Linked DNA regions of Hordeum vulgare: all the other regions are linked to region 1. The links are chromatin contacts, called in public Hi-C maps. All regions are on one chromosome and are shown on one strand. Each heading gives the region's core, a stretch centred on a gene start, on an enhancer-like site or on the middle of the called end of the contact. The rest is flanking DNA. Distances are from core to core; before and after follow the strand shown.

What was found. Hi-C and Micro-C count contacts between places; a contact is called where the count stands out from the background.
Region 2: a Hi-C map of seedling shows a contact between it and region 1, with 4 times the contacts expected there. The contact joins the promoter of LOC123402005 here to the promoter of LOC123402509 in region 1. A contact is called at or near these places in 2 of 6 Hi-C or Micro-C datasets (leaf and seedling).
Region 3: a contact with region 1 is called in a Hi-C map of seedling, with 4 times the contacts expected there. The contact joins the promoter of LOC123402198 here to the promoter of LOC123402509 in region 1. A contact is called at or near these places in 1 of 6 Hi-C or Micro-C datasets (seedling) and 1 of 1 datasets of contacts at active chromatin or transcription factors (embryo).

The regions. Positions count from the first base shown.
Region 1 is chr6H:375,260,125-375,264,246 of MorexV3_pseudomolecules_assembly, reverse strand. LOC123402509 (protein G1-like3) reads right to left here and starts at 1,933. Exons shown (of 3, transcript XM_045096431.1): 1 at 1,457-1,933; 2 at 1,289-1,365; 3 at 119-1,049. The coding sequence starts at 1,041. The coding sequence ends at 427.
Region 2 is chr6H:375,937,023-375,941,144 of MorexV3_pseudomolecules_assembly, reverse strand. It overlaps LOC123402005 (glycolipid transfer protein 1), which reads left to right and starts at 2,070. Exons shown (of 7, transcript XM_045095856.1): 1 at 2,070-2,272; 2 at 2,477-2,604; 3 at 3,358-3,413; 4 at 3,561-3,691; 5 at 3,788-3,923. The coding sequence starts at 2,487. It overlaps LOC123402305 (60S ribosomal protein L14-1-like), which reads right to left and starts at 1,808. Exons shown (of 5, transcript XM_045096205.1): 1 at 1,705-1,808; 2 at 1,507-1,608; 3 at 843-972; 4 at 641-753; 5 at 294-554. The coding sequence starts at 1,707. The coding sequence ends at 498.
Region 3 is chr6H:375,831,807-375,835,928 of MorexV3_pseudomolecules_assembly, reverse strand. It overlaps LOC123402198, which reads right to left and starts at 1,748. Exons shown (of 9, transcript XM_045096078.1): 1 at 1,342-1,748; 2 at 1,174-1,283; 3 at 973-1,045; 4 at 231-408. The coding sequence starts at 1,545.

The DNA.
Region 1 (4,122 bases), core at 684-3,183:
CTTGCGTGCGCAGCGTACGGTCACCATACGCACACGCACGCTATCTCTATAAACTTGAGGACAAAGTACGTACTATATGTACGTGTTACCATGAGCAGTGAGACATAAGGCAGGCATGTGCGTAATCCAATGATCAGTCAATGGCATTCACTTACTTGGAAGAACAAAGTTCAAGACAAAAATTAAGGTGGAGAAAGCTTGGAAGTAGAAAGCAGAAGCAAATAACTAGCAAATGTACGTACGTAGCACGATCAATAAAAGTCTGAATCATCTAGCTAGTCTAGATCTTAAGCCCGGCAGAATGGTAGTAAAACATCAATGCATGCATGCACAAGCAATTAATCGATCGAGACCTACATAAAATATGCTCATCATCGGTCCGGCATACCAAATGGGCACGTGCGCAGTACATGTCCCCTCTCCTCCTCAGCAGGCCGCACCGGCGGGGGGCGGCGGCGGCGGGGGTAGAGGCTGGTGGCTGCCGCTACCGCTGGCGTCATCAGGCGTCGGCTTCTTGCGCTTCTTCTTCTCGTAGCTGACGCCGCGCGCGCGAGCCTGGTGCTCGCGGACCTCGCGGAGGAATAGGCGGACCGCGCGGGCGGCGAAGGGGTTTGACTCGGGGCGGCCGCCGTGCTCCTCGAAAGCGGCGCGAAGGCGTCCCACGAGCGCGTCGAGGCTCCCCCACGCCTGACGCAGTGGGCAGGGGCAGGGCGCCGGCGGGTTCGGGTGGCCGAAGAAGGGGCACGACGCAGTGTGGACCTTGGTCTTGCCGAACTGGTCCAGGTACCGCAGAAACTCCAGCACGTGCGCGCCGCTGCACTGCGCAAGGCTCAGCGGCGGCCGGTGGTTCCGCAGGTACTGCCCGAACGTGTTCCAGTCCCGCCGCTTCTGCGCCTCGTACCGGCTGGGCGTCTGCGGCGTGCCTCCACCCCCAGCCGACGAGGACGCCCCGCCACCGCCGCTAGATCCACCGGCTCCGCTGCCGCTGCCGCCACCGCCGCCCGGGGCATTCGGGCTCTCGGGGTTTGGCGACAGGTCCATGGATCAACCTGACGCCCAAGAGAAACAAGCTCCGCCATTATAGTACACGAAAGATGAAGGTAGCTGATGAATGCGTGCGTATTTGAGGCTGGTGGTGCACACTCCGCTCCCTCCCTCCCTCCCTTGGCTCTGTGTGCGTGTGTGAAAGGGATGTATGTATGCCAACCGATATACTCCCAAGATATGTGCATACACATGTGCGAGACGGCCGGATTCTTTTACCGGAGTGGTTACATGCTCAACATACCTTTCCTCACGGCGGGGCGCGGCTGATCCCTTTTTCGAGGGAGCGTCGGCGGGAGGTGAAGAAACTGGCTCGAGAATCTGCAGGGGAGGGTGGAACAGGTGGATATATAGAAGTAAGTCTGAGAAGAAAAAAAAGCTAACGCAGAAATTAGCTTGCTTTGCCACTTACCCCTCCTGTCCTCAAGTAGCAGCAGTAGTGGTCGTTGCTATGCTCATAGGTCCATTAATCTGACCTAAGCTGCTCCTGCTGCAGCTGGCCAGAGCTTGTTGTTCGAACACGAAACCTTCTTCATGTGCTGGAATAGCCTTGAAGGGATTGCATTGGCATGCTGCCGCTGCTATTTTTAGGTGGGGTACAGGGTGCGGTGGATGGATTGTTTGGCCTAAAAAAGGGGGGGATCTGTGAAGTGAGTGAGAGATGGAGCAGGGACGTAGAGAGAGAGAGAGAGGGGGGAGACGGTAGGACAGATACAGAGGTGCAGCACTGTTAGGGCTTTTAGGTGAAAGAGGGGGGGAAGAGGGAGACACTGTTGAGTGCGAGGTGAGAGGTGACATGACTAAAGGTGAAATCCTTTTATTTTCCATCCATGTCCATGGTGGGGGAGGAGGAGAAAGCGAGCGAGCGAGCAAGGGGCACCTCCCCAACCCCCCCTGTCCCGGTCTCTCTCGCCAGTCGCCACCACCTCTTCCATTTGTATAGCTCCCCAGCAGTGGTGGGATGTCCTTTGCGCCGTCTTCACCCGTCGACCGGGACACGGACGGCTGAGATCGTCCCGCGGAAGAGTCCAAGCTGCTCGGCGCAGCTCCATCACGCACGCACAGGAACATATCTGAGGGCGTCCAGCATCCAATGGACGGCCCGTAAAGTGGTGGGGCCCGGTCATGTCCGTACGATTGGAGACGGCCAGGGGCCTACCGCGCAGAACACCATGAATGGCCGCGCGCGCGGCTGCATGTCCATGTGAGGAGACGACAAACATGAAACTCCGCCCCAGCCTAACGCACGTATGAAATGCTTCCGCATAAAACCGCGGTGCATGATTATTAACCAAAGGAATTCTCATCTTTTTAGGACTCGTGTCCGCATCCATATTCATCGTCATTTAGAAAGATGATTCATGTCGTGCCGCCGCATGTGGCAGGTAGTACTGACCAACTAGTTTATAGATGATACAAAATCTGCCAACTTGCAAAAAAGAAAAAGAAAACATGCTTCCTTTTCGTCGAGGGAAAATAAGTCAGAAGATAATTGTGTAGATTTTTTTGTAGTCCCTTTTACTTTGCTGTTGCTGTTAAAGAATATATCGACTTTGTTATCATACGAGCCTTTCCTTGTCCCACATGGATTGTTTTCCAATTTTTACTATTTGTCTCGGCATTATCCTACAACTACCTCATTTTCTCGATACAACAACCTTGAAATATCGTGTACAGCAGCAATTGCGTACATATAATACTAACTGAGTAACATCACGATTCAACACAAAAGTAAACCAGAAAAATAAAACTGTTTGTCTTAAACATTGGATTGTTGTGTTCAGTCTAACTTGAGTCTTGAACTACAAGAAATTTAATACTTAGTCCTAAACTTCTAAATCTGTTTAATATGAACTCTTGCTCTCGTTTTGTGTTTCATGACTCTTACAAATATGAAAACAATGATGGTTGATTATTTCTCTCTTATACAAAATTTGAAAGTATAAACCATGTATTTCTTCTGATATTTCTATTTATAACTCAAATGTCTAGGGTACCAAAACCAAGTTATATGCGCGTACGGGTCAACTGTTGAATTAAAATTGCTGCAAGGACTAGAATACATACCATAGAAAAACTGTATGTATTATTAACTTCATGTGGTTATATACATGACACTTCTCGAAATTTACATCTCAATGAAAAATGTTTGTATTTACTTCAAAGTTACATTGACTAAGCGTAATATCACCTTCACGTATGGTTATACATATAAAAAATACACATGACTTATTGTAAGATAATAATTAACATCATTGGTAAACAGATGAGTTTTCAAAGAACTTTTGCGCCTTAAACATGTTATACTTGAAAATAAGTGTATTTATTTTAGTATTAATGTTTTTTGTGCATTTTTTTCTGTCTATCATGTCAAGTGACATCTATCCCGGTGTTCCGCAGTTATATTTAATCTAGCTATCTTGCTGATAAAAGGTTATCCCAAACTTTCCATTTAAGTAGGCGGATGTGTGGATGAAATTAAAAGCCCACCACCTGCATGGTACATGCAAAACACTTGTAAGCGGTCAGGGTACAATGATTGGGTGGATCAGGAGATTTGGCTACCAATATTTCCTTTGAAAAGTCGCCCTTTTGTTTGAATATGTTCTACCCTTTTAGTTGCTTCCAAATGTGTGCATCTCTCTGTCATCAGATGGGGCCAGTAATAGTATGGTACTATTGGTGGCTGGTGCGCAACATTGATCATGATGCTACACTCTTACTAGTGAAATAGTTGCACATGTACTATATATGATGCATTAATGTTTAATTTTTGAGTATGACCTGTCAACCGAAGAAGTGCTCCTATGTATCTGATCTTAGCCACACAGTAGTGCAACAAAACTGAGAGAACTTTATAACGAATACGGCTGGCTATGACGCTGAGTGAAGTACTGTAATTAGCTACTTCTTCTTACAGCAAGTAATTAGCTAGGTTTATACCTTTTTTTTTACTCAGAACGTTTGCATGCTGGTGAAAGGTACGTATGTACTAGCCACTCCGTCTATATATTGAACAATCTCATGTACGCCAGTTGTGCACCACTGGAATGACGGGCTACGCCGACGGCCTAACAC
Region 2 (4,122 bases), core at 821-3,320, 680 kb before region 1:
AAGTACACATAGGAAAGAAAAACCAGATTGCATTATTAATAGTTTAGCAGGTGACGGATCAATAATGATTTTGATCAGGAATAGAATTAAGGAACAACCAGACTTTGTTTTCATCCCATTCAGATTACAGTTTACTGCACAATTAACAGTTCCACTTAAATTTAAAAGATCCAACTCAACTCTGAAAGGCAAACCTGACAAAACCTATATATTGTAACCAACTATAGTGACAGACAAAGGGCATGCCAAGTTCTAACAGGTAATAACCACTGGAACACAATGACAGTCACAAGTAAAGACGGATAAACAAGCAACATTCAAATGAAGGCAGCGGCACATCTGTAGCAAACTAGCTTGGGTATTCAATAACAGCCATGAAAAGATATGAAATAGTTTCCTGAAAACAGTTGTACTAACTCTGGCTTTAAGAACACTGGAACATAGAGCAGATCCAACTTGGAACAAAAAACTCAACATGCAACATCCACTAAGGTATTCTAAGCAGCAACCTCCTTCTTGAGCTTGGCAAGCTCTTGCCTGATAGCACCACCCCTCTGTTCATATGCACAATGACGGTGTAAGTAAGCAGGTGAAAAAGGCATGCACTTCACTAAAAAACCATATGGTAGGATTTCCTCACCTTAATCTTAGCCAACATGACCTTGAACCTGTCAAAGTCATTCAGCGATGCTCTTCTCTTCTGAACAATAAGCTTCTTGCCCCAGGAGCTGTTCTCCCATTTGGTTTTCACATCTACAAAATGGCACCATGAATTCAAATAAGCATCAACTGAAGAAATATCGTAACATTGCAGATGCGAGTATCACAAGATTGGTAATTACCAGCTTCCTCCATGGCCTTGATCAAAGTTGCCTTTTTGGGGATACGCTTGATGTCAATCTTGATGTCAGTCAGTGAAAGACGCTTGAAGTTCATCTGGCACCTGATCATATCAGGAGCGTCGACGAGTGCCTGATTCAAGGAATGTAACAAAGTAATGAGACTCAGTATTCATAGGACCACAACATAACTAACCAGAATTAGAAAACACAGAGAAGAGCAGACTGCTACAGACTTGATGCAAGATCATATGATAACTATTAACAAGCATATGAAGTATATTTTTATAGGTAAACAGAAATAAGACGATTGATATTGAAAGCTATGCAAGATACAACAACTATCACGGTAAACAGCATTGTCAGCTAACCCCAGGTATTGCTCTATACATCACCTCGGTAATGGAACTGCGACCGACCATTTGCACAAAAGCGCAGAGGTTACAGCTAATAATAAACTAACAGAACAATTTCTAGGATGTGCCAATCCATTTGGTGTTCATTAGAAGCTACACTAATAAAACCAAATAGATCCCTACATTTCTACCGCAGAACAAACCATACCAAAAGATTTCCTACCACCAAACAGAGCATGCTATATAGAACTCTAGATCTACTACCCCACCACAGCACGTCGAAGCTGCAACCAGCGTAATCAGGCACTCACCCGGTTCTGGTCGACGACGTCGACGATGACGACGAGGCGGCCGTAGTCCTTGCCGTAGTTCACCAGGGCCACCCGCCCGATCTCGACGAACCTCTTGAACGGCTGCACGCAAAGCACAAGCACCGAGCACCATCAAAACACGCGTCGCCGAAAAACCTTACTGGAGCCGCACAGATCAAAGGCGGCCGACCCACGTACCATCTTTGCGGCGGCGAGGAGCGAGACGGCGACGATAGGCGGGTGGGCGGGCAGAAAGGCAAGAGGAGCTAGGGTTCGGCGGCGAGAGCCAATTATAAAGGCAGCGTGCAAGCCCCGGTGAGCCCGTGGATCGTGACGCGAGCTCTGCTGGCCGTCCGATGCAGGTCAGAGGGGTTTGTGGGGGGTTTCCCGGGTTTCTGGGCCTTGGAATGAATAATGGGCCCTGGTAGAGTCGTCGTCTCTAACTCACTCACTACTTTTATTATTGGGCTTGCCTAAAAAAACTACTTTATTGGGCGTATGTGCAAAGAGCCCAAATTAGGCCTCGCACACGAAGCAGCAGTCGCCTCGCACACGCGGCCGGGTCACAGAGATTCCGCGGTAGTAAAAAGAGATCAGTGCGGGGTCGTGGCCTCCACTCGGCATCTTCTTCCTCCCCCACATCGCACTTCCTCCCCTGCTAGATTCCTCCCTCCGCCGACCGGCAGGGCCTCTCTCCTGCAGTTCCCTCGCCCAAGTTCGCACGAGAGAAGGCCAAAAGCACCGCAGTTTGCGAGATCGTGGAGCGGTGAGTTTACTAGCTGCGCTGTGAGTTTCGGATCTGTTTCTTTCTTTCCCGTAAGGTTAGATCAGCGACGGTTTCTTCTCTTTGCATTTGTTGACTTGGGATGGCAGCCCATGCGGTTTTGATCCCATCCTAGTAGTTGTAAGATTATTGCCGGATCAGCGGTTCTGAGCGTGGTGGGTTGATGCATTTTGTTGGTTCTTGCAGGTAGGGGGAGATGGCAGAGACGGTATTCAGCCCGTGTTTGGAAGGGATGAACCATGTCAGGTCGGACAGCGGGGTCATGCTGTCCAAGCCCTTCCTTGATGTCTGCAAGCAAATCTTACCTGTCTTGGGTAACTCCCTCTGCTCCTATTTCCCATGATCAATCCACCTCTTTGTCATGCGTTCTTGGAGTAGTAAACAGCACGAGGCTGGGCTCAGTAGGTGAGGTGCTTTACTGAATTTCTGATTACTTGCCGTGTTTAGTTCAGTAGTAGGTTGGAGTACTAAAATTAATACACATATAACATTGCCGAAACAAGTTGCTCGGCACTACCATCGTCAGTGGACAATTTTTTTTGCTGCCCTTGAGATTTTGTAGTTCTAACTAAGTAGTACGTAACAAATAGGGCTTTCAAACTAGTGTCAACCTTTTTGCTAATTTAGCTTTCAAACTATTTCAACCTTTTTTGCAAAAGTCGTGTTTTGTTTGTGCTGGGTTGCTCCAAATTGTTTGATAGTCCTCCAAATACTATTTGATACATCTGTTACTTGAGCAGAATTTATTTGTGACCTGTGAGAGAACAAGTTAGGTTTGTTGTGGTCCAGTAAAGCCGTCTTTTGTATTCTCAAAGTTTTTGTTGTGTGCTGGTAAATCTTAAAGTTTTCTTGTACCAGTCTGTGCTGTGCTTTTGTAAGTCGAAGCAAGTCCCTAATTGAAAACTTTTGTGTTGGCCCAAACTGCACAGGCCTACATCAAATATCTTCTAGCCTGGCAAGTGTGGCTAACCTTTTGTTTTGGTTGAGTCTTAGTGGTATTTCTGAAACAAGAAATTCCTTCAGTGTGTCTTATTTTCCATTTGTTCTTCTCTGCTTTTGAACACCAGATAAATTTGGTGCTGCTATGGCAATTGTGAAGAGTGATATTGGAGGAAATATCACGGTAAGGATCCTATCTTCAAAAACCTATGAATAAGAATTTACATTTCATGTTAGTAAGTATTGATGTTGTCATGTTTATGTAATAAAGCATATCTGCCTCAGATTGCTATTTCTTTTCCTGATGACTGTCCTCATTCTCTCCTGTCAGAGGTTGGAGAACAAGTACTCTTCAGACCCAGCAAAATATGAGCACTTGTACACCATGGTCCAAGAAGAAGTTGAAAAGAAGACCGCAAAAGGTTCATCAAGCTGCACCAATGGACTTCTATGGCTCACGAGGTTCTTCAATTTCTCTTGCGTAATTTGCCTCTTCTACTGCAGCTTAATTGACATCCCATTGGTGTACTTGTGTTTACTCATAGCTTTTGCCTTCAGGGCCATGGACTTCCTTGTTGAACTGTTCCGTAATCTGCTTGACCATCCAGACTGGACTATGAGTCAAGCATGTACTGATTCATACACAAAAACTCTGAAGAAATGGCATGGCTGGCTCGCCAGCTCCAGTTTTACGGTATAATATTCCACATGTTGAGTCACATAATCGGCACATACATGGTGTCATCATGAACTAAGCAATTATAGTGCTATTCAGTAGCTATTGCTGAAGCACTTGTTATCAGAGGATGGATTATCTAGTTTGCATTTAGTGTCTGAAGAAATATTTCATTATCGTAGATGCATAAAGTAAAGGGACAACTAGTGTTATCCAA
Region 3 (4,122 bases), core at 499-2,998, 570 kb before region 1:
TCTTTAACCTGCCTTTAAAAAATGAAACAACAATTTATCTTAGAAGAAAGAGCGGCACATAGAACATTAATCTTGTCTGGGAGAGGGAAGGTGCTTTGGCTGTTTGTTAGCTTCATTGCTAAGAGAGACAGGTAACAAAAATATTGCATTACCATGTTTTGCATTCAAATATAGATCAGAGAAGTGCAACCTTTGGTAAAATTCCCTATAAAATACGACTGAGAGCTTACTTTCAGGCCACTCAGCTAACGTCGGATCCTCCCAGCATTGCCCAGCTGCCTTTCGAGGAACTGCCTTTTTGTTTGCTTCAACTTTCTTGTCTTTGTCATTATCCGCAATAGCAGCCTTCACAGTGGCGAGAGCCTCAGGGCTGATTATCTGCAAATCTCTTTGGAACAATTGTTGTGCCTGTATAATAATATATCATAATTGGCTACTTATTAGTACTCATTAGGAGATTCGGTACTTACTACCAGTTTAAGAATATAAAGGGCATTTTCAATAACCTATCTACGAAACAAGCCTCCAATGTTAATATCATATAAACTCATCACTTAGCAGTTAGCACCCTTGTCTTTGCATAAACCATACTCCTTCCGTGACTTAATATAAGACCTTTTTTTTACACTGTCGTAGTGTCAAAAAGACAGTGTTTAGAAAACGTCTTATATTAAGTTACAGAGGGAGTATAAAAAAATATTAGACCAGCAGGGGAGGCACACGCGGCATTATATTAAGAGAGAATGTGAGACACCACAGCGCTCCCACCACAGAGGTTGAACTCAGGTCAGCAGGTTACAAGGGGGGTATAACCTATCTGGATGCATCAAACCTCATGGTGATGAGCTAAGAAACACAGCGCAACATGAATTGGCTTGCACTTGAGCATTTACGATTCCCCTGGGTCTTCCTAGGACAAAACTAAGACGGATAATTCAGCTTATCCATCCATTCTTTGGTCAGGTCACTCACCGTGGAACCAATATATGGCAGAAGAGTGGATGTCTTATGACGAGAAGCCGATGATAGTCTACCAAACTGAGCTCTGTCACCATAGACATTACTCATCAGATCACCCATATGCCCTAAACCCTAATCAAACATGAAGGGATGCTAGCAATGAAGTACAATAAATAGCGAAATACTAGTGCAGCTTTGGATGCGTTTTCGAACCTAAAACAACAGAGCGCGCCCCCCAAGCCTCGGAAGCCGCACAGCGGCGTCCAGATCCTCCCCGACCACCTCAGCACACTACGCCAACAAATTGCAGGAAGGATCCATCCCTGGAGCAAATTACAAGGGGAAGCTCTGGAACAGATTACGCGAATGGGGAGTTATTACCTGCTGGACTTGGGGCATGGGGTAGACGGCGTTGTACGCCGGGGCAGGCTGCGCGGGGGCCACCGTCGGCCAGGTGGGGTACTGCGAGGTCTGAAGGTGGAAGGGCACGGGGAAGTACGACGGAGCCGTCGCCGCCGCCGCCGCGGTAGCAGGGTACGGGAACTGCGGGGACGCGGAGGCGGGCGACATGGACTGCGTCGACATGATCTGGGACTGGGGTGGAGATGCCGCCGGGAACGCAAAGGGCTGGAAGGTTGGATCACGCGGTGTTCGCCTCAGACGCGGTTGCGGCGATTGGAACGGCACTCGGTGTAGTATTGCTTTGTGGAACCGGAAGTAGGGGAGGCCGAAGTTACTAGACACTAGTCATGGACTCATGGGGGAGGAATAAGAACGCTCTCGAAGCGGTTTTTCTTCAGGGATCGAGGCGTTTCTTTTCTGTTAGGTTGAACGCTCTCGAAGGGTTACCGGTGGCATAATCTCTACTATTAAATCTTTACTATTAAAGGGAGATCGAACGTCGTGATGGTTCAACCAGAGGGATGGTTCGACCTCTCGTTAGCTCGTCCCCCCACCTTCAGCGTCCTCCTACCGCTAGCCTTTTCACTGTTCCACCGATTTTTTTAATCCATCCATAAACCAAGCGATAAACCAACCGATTAGTTCAATAAAAAACCCTTAGTACATTGACAACCATCGACAGAAAAAATCTCAGGGTCGCACGATAAAAAAAATCTGAAAACCAACCCATCGCGCACCCACGTTCTGCTAAACACGAAAAGAACCCATCCCTAGATCCTGATCTCGTCTCTGTCCTCTCTCCCGATCTCGTCTCCGTCCGCTCACTCCCGATCCGATCTCCTCAAAGACGGCCTTGCGCATGCGGTTTTAGAAGAGCCTGGAAACGGCGTCATCGGCAAGGGCAGCGAGGCCGCGCAGCAGTCGATCACGGCGGCAAGGGTGAGACGCGTCGGCGCGTCACGGCGACGTGGATCTCATCGCAATACATCTGGGAAGCGGCGACTTTCACTTCCGCTGACATAACCTTATCGACTGAGGGGCGACAGCTCAGTGACGGCACGATCTCCTTCAACCTGGCGGTAGTATGATGAAATCCATCCCGCTCATGCTTCTGGTTGATTTGGTTTTCTTGCATGGGTGTTTTTATTTTGCAGGAAAGGTCGAGACAAAAGGCAACTGCAAATCGTTCGTTGTATATCGGCATCCTATGTCACATCTCGGCAGTCAAAGATCACTGAGATGGACATTGTGAGGAATCCGGGAGGGCACCAACAAATCAAGGAAACAAAAATATCAAATTTGATAATCAGAGTATTAGCTAGATATCAAGAATCAAGATGGAAACTGAACAAAGAATCGAGGCACTACTAGCTCTGTCTTGACGTAATATAGGGTGTTAATTATTTACGAGAAGTTTAGCTTTTTCTCTTCTCTCACGATATGTAGTTTCACCTTTCCTCTTTGATAGATGATCACCATATTTATTTTCAGTGATGGAATGATGAAGCCATTGCTCTGACATGGGAGCTAAATCAATTTAGGCCTTGTCCAGCATGGGCGTCAGCTTTAGCTTCCAGGTCGATGTCATTTTTCCCGGCGGAGCCAAGGATTTTTGTTTGCGTCGTGTCTAATCAGTCGTCGGGTGCCAGCTATATTCTACGGCGAGGGATGGTTTTTTTTTTCATCGCGCAAGTACCTGCAGCGTCGGACTCCTAGAGCTGCAACATTGGACTCCTAGACCTGCAAGCGCCTGCAGCCTGGTGTCCCTGATGCGTTTGCACCCTCTCGTGGGCGTGGACATCCGCTTCGTCCCCTTCGACTGCGGTGAGTTCCTTACTTTCCTCCTCCGCGTGGAGATGAGTTCCTTACTTAACTTCACTGTGTTTCTTTGACTAATTATTATAAGAAGGCATGGGAAGTCACCCAGTTTGTGTGTGGAAATGCCTGGATTATTGTATGGTCATAGCGTTTGTTGGATGTGTTAGTAGTAAAATAGAGTTGTGGTCATATCGTTTTTTGTACTGGATTCCTGCATTTTGCCAGCAGCTTCCATTGTGTTGCTTAGAGTTCTGACTGCGGTTGCTTCTCATGGGGTCAAAAGAAGGTATAAGTACGAGTCGATGCTTAATTTCTGTCATGTTTCGTACTTAACACTGTTATTTCTAGCAGAAGGGGCAACTGGGGCATGGTCGCATGGCAACTCTCTTCCATAACCTGCCAACTGAGGTTTCAGAAATAGAGATATCAAAGTAGGAGAATCTTGTGCGTTTCCCCTCATTTTAATTTTGTAATCAATTGTGTATGGTATTGTTGAATCAATGAATATATAGCATCCAACATACATGAACTGAATAGTCCCACAACATTTAGATGCTTCCTCGACATGTTTCTAAATGCTAATTAGCAGTTGTCAACTCTTCAGATACAACATAATTATAGCGGGTCTTGGAATAAATCATACGGTCAAATCGTGATGGTAAGTTTTGATGTATCATTAGGGAGCATTAGAGGCAGGGGCAGGGACTTACTTTTGTGTTGTTGTAGTGCACGCCTGGACCGGCATACACTTACTTGATGTTATTTTGAGATTGCTCTATGGCACAACCATTTCTCTTGGACGAGAGCTCTGCACTTAGCCTCCTATGGGTTTGTCATATGGGAAATCGTATGAATCATTTGTGTAATAATTATCCATATGAAAAATTCAAGAACAATTGTTCTGATCAAACCCGTGTCAAGCCAATGCCAAGTTTGATTTGT